2 separate regions of the Mus musculus genome follow, and region 2 is linked to region 1. A link is a contact called in public HiChIP or PLAC-seq data. All regions are on one chromosome and are shown on one strand. Each heading gives the region's core, a stretch centred on a gene start, on an enhancer-like site or on the middle of the called end of the contact. The rest is flanking DNA. Distances are from core to core; before and after follow the strand shown. Region 1 overlaps Kif26a (kinesin family member 26A). Region 2 overlaps Gm29890 (a long non-coding RNA gene).

What was found. HiChIP or PLAC-seq counts read pairs in DNA pulled down with a chosen protein or histone mark.
Region 2: an H3K4me3 HiChIP or PLAC-seq map of embryonic forebrain shows a contact between it and region 1, with 4 times the contacts expected there. The contact joins two enhancer-like sites. A contact is called at or near these places in 4 of 484 Hi-C or Micro-C datasets (bone marrow-derived macrophages, embryonic fibroblasts, gonadal supporting cells and 1 more) and 6 of 115 datasets of contacts at active chromatin or transcription factors (cardiomyocytes, differentiating embryonic stem cells, embryonic basal ganglia and 3 more).

Annotation. Positions count from the first base shown.
Region 1 is chr12:112,162,126-112,166,666 of GRCm38.p6, reverse strand. It overlaps Kif26a (kinesin family member 26A), which reads right to left. Exons shown (of 16, transcript NM_001097621.1): 4 at 3,126-3,316. Among named protein-coding and RNA genes, the nearest start is that of Kif26a, 18 kb to the right of the region's middle. Within about 2 kb of position 2,491, at least 45 of the 459 cell types and tissues checked have an H3K27ac peak or open chromatin away from gene starts, as enhancers often do. A contact at or near this core is called in embryonic forebrain, where this site is marked.
Region 2 is chr12:112,331,269-112,335,809 of GRCm38.p6, reverse strand. It overlaps Gm29890 (a long non-coding RNA gene), which reads left to right. Exons shown (of 5, transcript XR_001780725.2): 3 at 3,223-3,380; 4 at 3,770-4,541. Among named protein-coding and RNA genes, the nearest start is that of Gm29890, 6.7 kb to the left of the region's middle. Within about 2 kb of position 1,874, at least 61 of the 459 cell types and tissues checked have an H3K27ac peak or open chromatin away from gene starts, as enhancers often do. A contact at or near this core is called in embryonic forebrain, where this site is marked.

The DNA of each region.
Region 1 (4,541 bases), core at 1,242-3,741:
GCAGGGACTTTAGGAAGTCCCAGAGGTCAGGACCGACCCTGAGGACCCCAGTTTGTTAAAGATACAAACCTGGGTTCTAAGCAGCAAGAACATAAAAAACACTATAGTCTCCCCAAGGCTAGGAAAAAATAGGGTATCACGTGCAGGGCCACTAAGACCACCATGCTGTTAGGAAGTGGCAGCCCTGGGGCCCTGGGGTAGGCAGGGAGGAGTGAGCAGATGTGAGCAGTCTCGAAAAGAAAAAAGGCAAGAGCTTCCAAACAGCTCGCACCCTCAAAGGACACCACCTCCAGGAAGCCTGTCCTGATGCCCCGATGCAGACCCCAGCCCTAAGCTTCCTAGTCTATAGAACCACTCTTGCCAGAGACTTCCTGAGCTCACAGGGAGCCTGGCACACACCTTTGCTGAGGACGTGAGTGGCCCAGTTTGTGAACACCAGCCTGAACAGCAAGCAAATCCAAGATCCATCACTTCTCTGGTCACTGACTCGTGAAAACAGAGAGAAGAAAAACAAAACAACAACAAAAACCAAAACCAAAATCAAAACCAAAACTCGTCTCATAAAAAAAAAAAAAAAAAACTTACCTCTTTCCAAGAGGAAGGTACTTTAGAGGCAACTGGGCTTAGCACTGAGATCTCTAGGTATCTGAAAGGCAGCCTGCTCCCTTGGAGCGACCAGCTGCTGCCAGTCCAAAACTTCCCTAAGCTGAGGGGTTGGGGGACACAACAAGGCCACACACCTAGCCTCCTTCACTACCTCGGACCTGCCATCTGCAGGATCCGCCTCATGAGGGCCTAAAGTGCTTACTGGGAGCTCCTCATGGGTCAAACAGCTAAAGGAACTCAAGACCTGACTAAAGAAAACTGCCACCAAAGCAGCTGTCTCTCCACAACCTACCCCAGCAGATGTTCTCAAGATAGCCAGATTCTGGGTGCCAGAGTATCTCATATTTACCAAGGGCAGTAGGACAGCTAGGCAGGTGGGCTGTGCTAATTAATGGGAGCATCAGAGAGAGGGGAGGCTGCAAGTTGCACAGCAGTTAGAGGGTTTAGGACATGGGTATCAGGGTCACGGTAGTCCCTATGGAGTGTGGCCTCAAATTTCTGACTGGGCAGGTATTGTCTAGTCAGTGCTTAACTGCAGGTCCAGAGGAGCGGATGTTACTCCACCCCTCCCCCAACTCCCAGGCTCCCGGGTACCCTTAGGACTACAGTGTTCTTCATGTGGGCATGGCCCACTGAAGTGGGTGAGGATGGCTTGAGTTGCTTGTTCAGCCTGGAAAGAGCAGTCAGGCCAAGTGCAGAGCCCCCGCTCAGGACTGTAAGATTGGAGAACCTGAACCTCCGAGCTCACCCTGCTTTCTGGGCACAGCATAGATGCCCCTGCCACCTCATCTCCTCAGCCCCTGAAGCCCTCCCGGAGGGCAGGCAACTCTCTGACCTGGCCTTCATCCAAGGGCCACCTTCACAGATTCCAGACACACACACACACCTATACACCATTGTGCAAAACCCCCAAGGGATAGGCGAGGGTCACTCCTACTGTCCAGGATCAGAGCGTGAACACAGCACCTGCTCAGTAGGAGCTGTGGGGTGGGGCGGAGGTCTACTGCCTCCTGGTGCACTCTGGGCAATCCCCTCTCCAACTCTATGCCTCGCCCTTATCCACAAAGCCAGGTAGTGGTTACAAAGTTTCAAAGCTCATTGGGGCGAGCCTCCCAGTAGCAATCTCAGCCCTGCTGGATACCACCTGCAGAAGCACCTACTCTAAACCCGACCCTTGAGAGGCCACACATCACAGGTCAGGAAGCCACTGATAGTCACAGTGACTCCCACCCACCCCCCACCCCTACCCCACACGTGTGCGTGCATGCGTGCCTTGGGAAACCTGCCTCCAGCCCCCACCCAAGTCCACTTGTTTCTTTGTTTCTATGGTAACTTTCCAAGGTCAGGGTGTTGCTCAGGCAGAGGAACCTCCACAGCCTGGGATGAGACAAAAGGCAGTCAGCAGCTGCTGCCTGCAGCCGGGCAGGGTGGCTAATGAGCCAGTGAGAGGGGGCCACACATACCACACACGCTGTGTCAAGACCTTCCTCAGGCACCTCAGAATCAGGGTGCCAGGTGGTACCCAGACTCAGGACCTACAACCATGTAAACACTTTTCAATAGATTTGAGCATTTCAAAACCTCCTACCTAGTACCAAGCCAGGAGTGTAGCTACACACCGGCCACCAAATCCTCAAAGCAAAGGCCCTTGAAATCAGGACTGAGCAGGATAAGGACATGGCCAGATATCAGCCCCTCGTGCCCAGCCCCCTAGACCCTACCCTGACTGCTGCTGGCACAGGGAGGTTCCCAGACAGGCTGTCCCCATCTAGGCAGCTTGTCTGCATCTGGCTGGGTTGGTTGCTGAGGCCACATCAGTCACAGGAGGTCGTGCGCACTGCACTGTAGCATTCATCAGCCAGCCCTGACAATGCCCTAATCACATGCCCCGTCACGCCCCCCATCAGGCCCTCAAGTCCCCCCGGACCAGGGCTGATAAGACAGCCTCTGCACACTGCCCAGCGTGATACAGACAAGCTTATCAGCGCCCATTCGGGCTGCTAATGGGACAGTGACCCCCAGCTGGCTGCCATTACCTCTCATTATGGCGATTACATCCTGTAATCCCTGTTCCCTCAGGCTGTGGATGAGGGTAGGACTCCAGCCTTGGGTCTGCAGAACCAGAGGCTTTGCCTTGGAGCCAGGGAAACTCTCTCCAACCCATGCACTGGCCAGGCTCCCCCACCCACCCGCTGGCCAAACTCAGGAAGAGGGGGTCCTGTTCTCACCCTGAAGTACTTCTTTCCCTCTGGCCAGACGACCACAACCACACCATCTTACAACCTCAAGACAGGCATCCGGGAGGGGAGGAGTCAAACCCCAGCCTCTTCACATCTATGCACCCAAACTGTGGGCCCTAGACAGGTACCCTTGAAAAGTGTCCCAGGAGGCCAGCCGGGATTCTCGAAGCTCCCACTCTTCCATCAACTGAGCCACAGTTCTTTCTCCCAAGAACAGACAGATCAAGGCCTCCATTCTCCAACAACATGCTGCAGCTTGTGTGACCCCAGAGGACCTACCTTATAAAGAAAGAGGCCGCTGCAGACGGGCCTGTGGAACCCCCTGCTGAGGTGCCTGGGGCTGGGGTAACCAGGGCTGTAGTGCATGCTGCCCCTCGGCCCCACGCCTTCGACATACGTTCAGGGCCTGCTGCTGGAGCACAGTCTCGGACAGTGTCGGCCACAGCCACCGCAGCTACAGCTGCCTCAGCCTGGAGGAAGGAGAAATCCGCGTGAGGAACAGGCAGGTGACAGACCCATCACCCCAGGCTGAGTACCCTCACTTGCAAAATCCTGCCTATGTGACTGGAAATCACAGCCTAGAGACCTGGAGCCTGCACTAAAGGCCTAGCCTCCAAGGCAATCTACCAGGACTCCTGTCCCCAGCTCAGGGCATGTGACAGGTCTACCCCAGCCACGGAGGAAAATGCAGACCCCACCTGGGGCTGACTCTACAGCTTTTCTCAAGTCCTGGAGTGACCGCAGAGGTCAGGCAGACAGACCTCTTCTGGCCCTCATCCCTGGGCCATCTGGGAGCACCCAAAGGTACAATTACGCAAGGCACCACAATAAATATTTGGCATGAGAGCTAATTGTCCCCCCATATGATAACGTATGACACTCCACTATCTGAAATACAACTCTGGCATTTCCAACTAATTAGCTAAAATAAATTCTAGAGAGGGAGAGGCCTCAGCACGGTGCACAGATATAATTAAATGTCCCCAGGACAGCTTTCACATGCTGTTTACTAGCCCCTCGGGCTCTGGGAGCAGAGGGGACTCAAGCCCTAGCAGGAAAGGACAGGCAGCTGGTCTCTTCCAGAAAGCCCCAGGCCCCTAGAGCTCCAAAATACCCTCTCCACTTTGACAATATGGCCTGTGTCCCAGATGACAGAAGCCTGGGATCCCCAGGCTGAGAGGGCACAGGTGACCCTGGGATGAGCTCAGATATTACCAGGGTCTCTCAACGGATGCAGCCCTGAGACCAGGTGTGGTACCTCTGTAGAACGAGCCACCATGTACCCAGAGACCTTACCGCAGCAGGGCAGTTACCGTCCTTACAGCAAAAGCCTCACCCTGCTCAGCCCCTGAAGGACCCAGCTTCGAAATCCCAGACAGGGGATGGGACACTCTCTGCCTGTGAAAGCCCCAAGCCCAGCCCATGCTTTGAGCCAGTGCCAGCCCAGCACCTTCCTAGTCCCCAGCAGCACCCAGTACCCCAGGACTTGAAAGATCCATAGCTGAGCTTACCGGACACTGCACCAAACATTAATCAACTGCAAGTATAGGTGTATAGGACAACAGTCCTAAACATGCCTCAGAATCCAGCCTGGCCTGCCCTCTTCTCTGATCCACTCCCTCACCCCCACTGCTTAGTCCGGAAGACTGGCCTAGGAAAGAGTCAGTGTACACGCTGTAAGGCTGATGATCTGTG
Region 2 (4,541 bases), core at 625-3,124, 170 kb before region 1:
GTCTGATGACAAGACTTTAATTGCTATTTTTCTCCCTCCATTCCTCAAGAGAGCTATATGCAGACATTTAGAGAGGTATTTCATAAAACAGAAAAGAAAGCAATTCAGGAAGTTCCCTGTAAATTTGCCTCCCGAGGCCTGTTGTGGCAGGGTGCTGCTGTGTAAGAGCCTGGGTGGCTTTGATCCACCTGGCTCCAGGGCTTCAGCGGTGCTTCCTCTGGGGTGCGTAGGGTTGGGGTGACTTTGGCCTCTAACTGGCCAGCACCTGGAAGGGAGTCCCGAGAGGGATCAAAGACCCAGATTCCAATCCAATGGCCATCTCGAAAGAACTGAAGCTACCTTTCTCATTGGCTCACGGGCTCCCATCCTTCGTTCTCTAACAGAGTACACACTCATTCATTTACACACTCAGTAACTCACTCGTTCATGTACACATCAAATGTCTACACAGTGAATACCGTACACAGGCCTGGGACATCTGTCAAAGCTCTCCAGAATGGGCAGTGAGTGGTAGGGAGGGGGTAGATATGAAACCAGCCTGAGGCAGAGACGTACTAGATAGGACCAGAGTGGCTACTCTTGGGATGGGCTTGGGGCAGGGTACAGAGAGCTAGAAGTGGCAGCAGAGAGAGCTGGCATTTGGGGCCAGGTCCCCACAAGCAGCTACACATCCTTTGGGGGCTGCGAGCGTCCATCCACACGTATAGGCTGGGGACAGCGCAATCAATACCATCGATACTTGACTGCCGTGAAGACAACACCAGCGCTGTCCGTGGGAGCACGTTTTGTCTGGAAAACGCATAAATTTTCGGGTGGGGGATGGAAGAGGGAGGGAGAATACCAATGATCATAATTTGTTAGCCAAGGACCCCACCTCTCCTTTAGTACGAGGCATGACAAACACCTGGAGAACACAGGAAATGTATTCAGGAGACCAAATGGAAATCAATCTCTCTTTTCACGAATCTGCAGCCCTTGGTAATTCTAAGAAGCCGTCCTGGCTGTGTTCATTGCTCATTCACAACGTGTTCAAAGGACTCCTTAAGGTTAGAATTTTCCTTTTAAGAAATTGCTCAGGGCAGCGAGCTCTCTTGAAGAGCTGCCGGCTGACACCTCTCATTAGCGGCCTCCGAAGGGCTGAGGGCCACTTGGGCTGAGAGCCAGGTCTCAGCTGATCTTTGTCCTGCACAAAGGATGGAATAAAGGGGAGCTGGTGCTGGAACAGAGCAAAGCCGGCAGGACGCAGATGGCCAGGGCCTGGTAGGAGAAGACGCCCCAGAGACACAGCTTCCATTGGGGCTGTCCACACACACAGGGAAACCGAGTCTGGGGCAGGCCAGGGTGCAGTCACCAAATCATGATCCTCCTCCCCCAAGGCCAGGGCCTCCCCTACCTCCCAGGTATGGGCTGGATTAGAAGTCTGTCCACCAAGCATTTGCGTGTTGGCCCTGCGGGTGCCCAGTGCCCGTCTTGTGATCAGGCTGATGCTGACCCCAAGAGGTTAGCCACGGATCAGAGCATCCAGCAATTTAAAGAGAAATGACAGAAACCAGGCTCAGCCCAGTCATCCGGGCTCACAGACAAATATACAAATATGCGCAAATGTGCTCCTGTGATCACATACACACAAGTGTGCACGTGTGTAGCATGCGTACTTACAACTGCCAGGGGCACACTTAGGTGCATATGTACGTCTATGCTCACACATGTGCTTACCCACACACATGTGTGTGCACCAGGGACGGAATAGGCCAGGCTAAAGCACAGAGCACGAAGGAGGTTTAGGGGATGATCCAGAGACTCAAGTCTATGGTCTGAGGTCAGCGGTCAGTGAGCTCCTTGTTGCTCCCAGTCTGTGCACAGATGCCTAGAGAGGGCTGTGCTTGGTTGCAGGCTCTGCGGCCCTGCTGCTGAGGGCTAGGCTTCAGGGAGGGGTGGGGGTGGGGTGAAGGGTGGGTTTCTCTTCACAGCTGCAGCACCCCCACCCCCACCCCCCCACCCCGCTGCCCTTGGCTCCTCCTGGTTCTTCTCCAGGACAGGCTTTTTCACCAATGAGAGAGGAGGGGCTGGGCCAAGCTGCCATGAAAGACCCTTGGTGTGGAGGGACAGGAGGCTCCCAGCTCAGCAAAGGAAATATTGAAATTAAATCCTTTCCCAGGGTTGAGGGAACTTCCGTCCTAATTAAATAGAGGGGACTCCTGGGCCTGCTGTCAGAGCTGGCCTGCTCTGGGAGGGAGGAAGCAGATGCTGTCCTTGGGAGGGGAGAGGGAAGGGGTGGCGGCGGGCGGCTGTCCCCCTTTGATGATGATTCCAGGCACACACGCTCATCACGTCTAATTAAGGCCGGGCCTGTGCCTCCTGTCCTGAGGCACAAATCCATATTCAAGGGCTGGGTGGGGACCACAGGCAGGCCTATGTGGGCAGCTGTGAAAAGGAACTCCCCCTCCCAACGCACACACGCAGATGCACGCGCACACACATACATACATACACGCACACACCACGTATGCCTCTCCTACACCTGGCCCACTAGCTTGGATGTCTAGCACTGTCCCCCTCAGCCCTCTCTTCTGAGGAAGGCCCTGATCCTAGGGTGAAGGAGCAGGAGAGCCCAGTGCAGAACCCTAAGGACAAAAGGAGGCAAGAGCGAGCCTTGGCACTAAGTCCAGAGAAAGGCAGGATAAGCTAGAGAAAGGGTGTCTCTGATCATTGTGTGGCTGTAGAAATGAAGCAGACTCCTGAGCCCCGACCTGGCCACGGTGTCCAGGATCCCAAAAGCAAGACCCATCCTGAAAGCAAGGTGGGGCAGAGGACAACTCTGAACTTCTGAAAGAAACCATTATCACCCGGGATCTGTGCCTCTCCAGTTAGGCAAACCTCCTATAACCCAGTGTTGTTTGTCAGATGTAGGTAAACTTTCGTTTTTGAGAGCCTGTGCATGACTCTGCTGTAATTTAAACTGCGCTGCCCTCTCCTTGGTTGGTGGCAGCTCAGGTCTCCACATGACTTCCAGCTGCATTGAGCTGTGTGGAAACAGTGGATGAGTGTTCTCACAGACACACCATCTGGGACTACCTCTCTTCTAGCCTTCCCCTTCCTTCCTTCCTTCTTCCTCCCTCTTCCTTCCCCTTTCTTCCTCCCTCCCTCCCTCTCTTTCCCCCTCCCTCCCTCCCTTTCTTCCTTTGGTAGCTAAAGGACCTTAAGCTCTGTTCTCATTTCCAGTCGAGAAGACCGCACGGTTTTCATGAACATGGTTGCGTGCCGTCCTGCTTGATGCACCCCTGTGCTGTCCTCAGAACCTGCCAGCGTTAGGCTTCTCTCCAGGGCCACCAGTGAGTGCTGTCCCGCCTCTGCCCAGTGCTCTCAGTGTCTGTGGAAAGGTTTGTCTGACACGAGTTAACTTCAGGGGCTGGTTTTCATGGCTGTTCGTAGCTTACAATGGTCTTTATTCTGGGGCTAGTGTATCTTCCACCAGAGCTGTGCCTCTCTCTTCCAGTTGATCTCCCATGGTGTGCCTGAGGTATAGGCAGGCACAACACTGTGTCCCTCCAAAGTTAATTTGCTGAAGTCCTGACCTCCACAGGACAATCTGGAGACAGGGTCTCTGGGGTCAAATGAGGTCACAAGGGAAGCTCTAATTTGATAAGACTCTGCTCTCGCAGGCTTCCTCTCTCCCTTCCTGTCTCTCTCTCCTCTCATTCTTTCCTGTTCTCTCCTTTCCCTGACTACCCCCACCCTGTCCACTTCTCCCCGTCCCTTCCCACTGAAGACACAGAGAGAAGACAGCCAGAAAGAGGACCCTCACAAGAACTCGGGCGTGCTGACAGCTGAAGCTTTGCCTTCCAGGCTCCAAACGGCAAGAGACCCATTTCTACTGTGCGAGCCATGCAGCCTTTCCCTTCCTCCTTGGCCTCTGCGTGACCCCCTGGAGTTTCACCTCATGCCTGTACAAGTTAATTAGCAGTAGACACCAGGGCACCCTGGAAGGACATCAGAAATTGCTCCTGGAGTCTCTTTTTGGTGCCTTAACACAAAATTCTGGACACCTCACTGCCACCCTCAGCCAAGCCTCTCCATCCTGATGCACACTCTGGAGAGCGCCTCCCCCGGAAGACTTCACAGGGCCTGTCTCTCTTGTCTCCTTGCCTCCCCCCACCCCCCAATCAGGAATCACAGCCCCGAGTCTGCTGTCCACCATCCATAAGGTCTGTGTCTTCTACCAAGGCGTGTGGCTCTTCAGAACAAAGGAAAGTCCACTCTGGTTCTCTCACAGTCAAGACAACTGTCAAGGCCACATGCCTGTGAGCTTAGTGTTCTGGGGGCTGAATCAGGAGGATTACAAGTTCAAGGCCAACCTGGGCAGTTCAGTGAGACCCTGTCATAAGATACCCTGTCAAACGTAATAAGAGAAGAGAGAGGAGGCCGTAGTCCAGCAGCAGGGCGTGTGCCTAGCGTGCTCACAGCCCCGGATCCTCTCTCTACCCCCCGAAAAGTGAAACAAAAGCACACAGCTGTTTCATTTATGCTCACGCGCACATCAG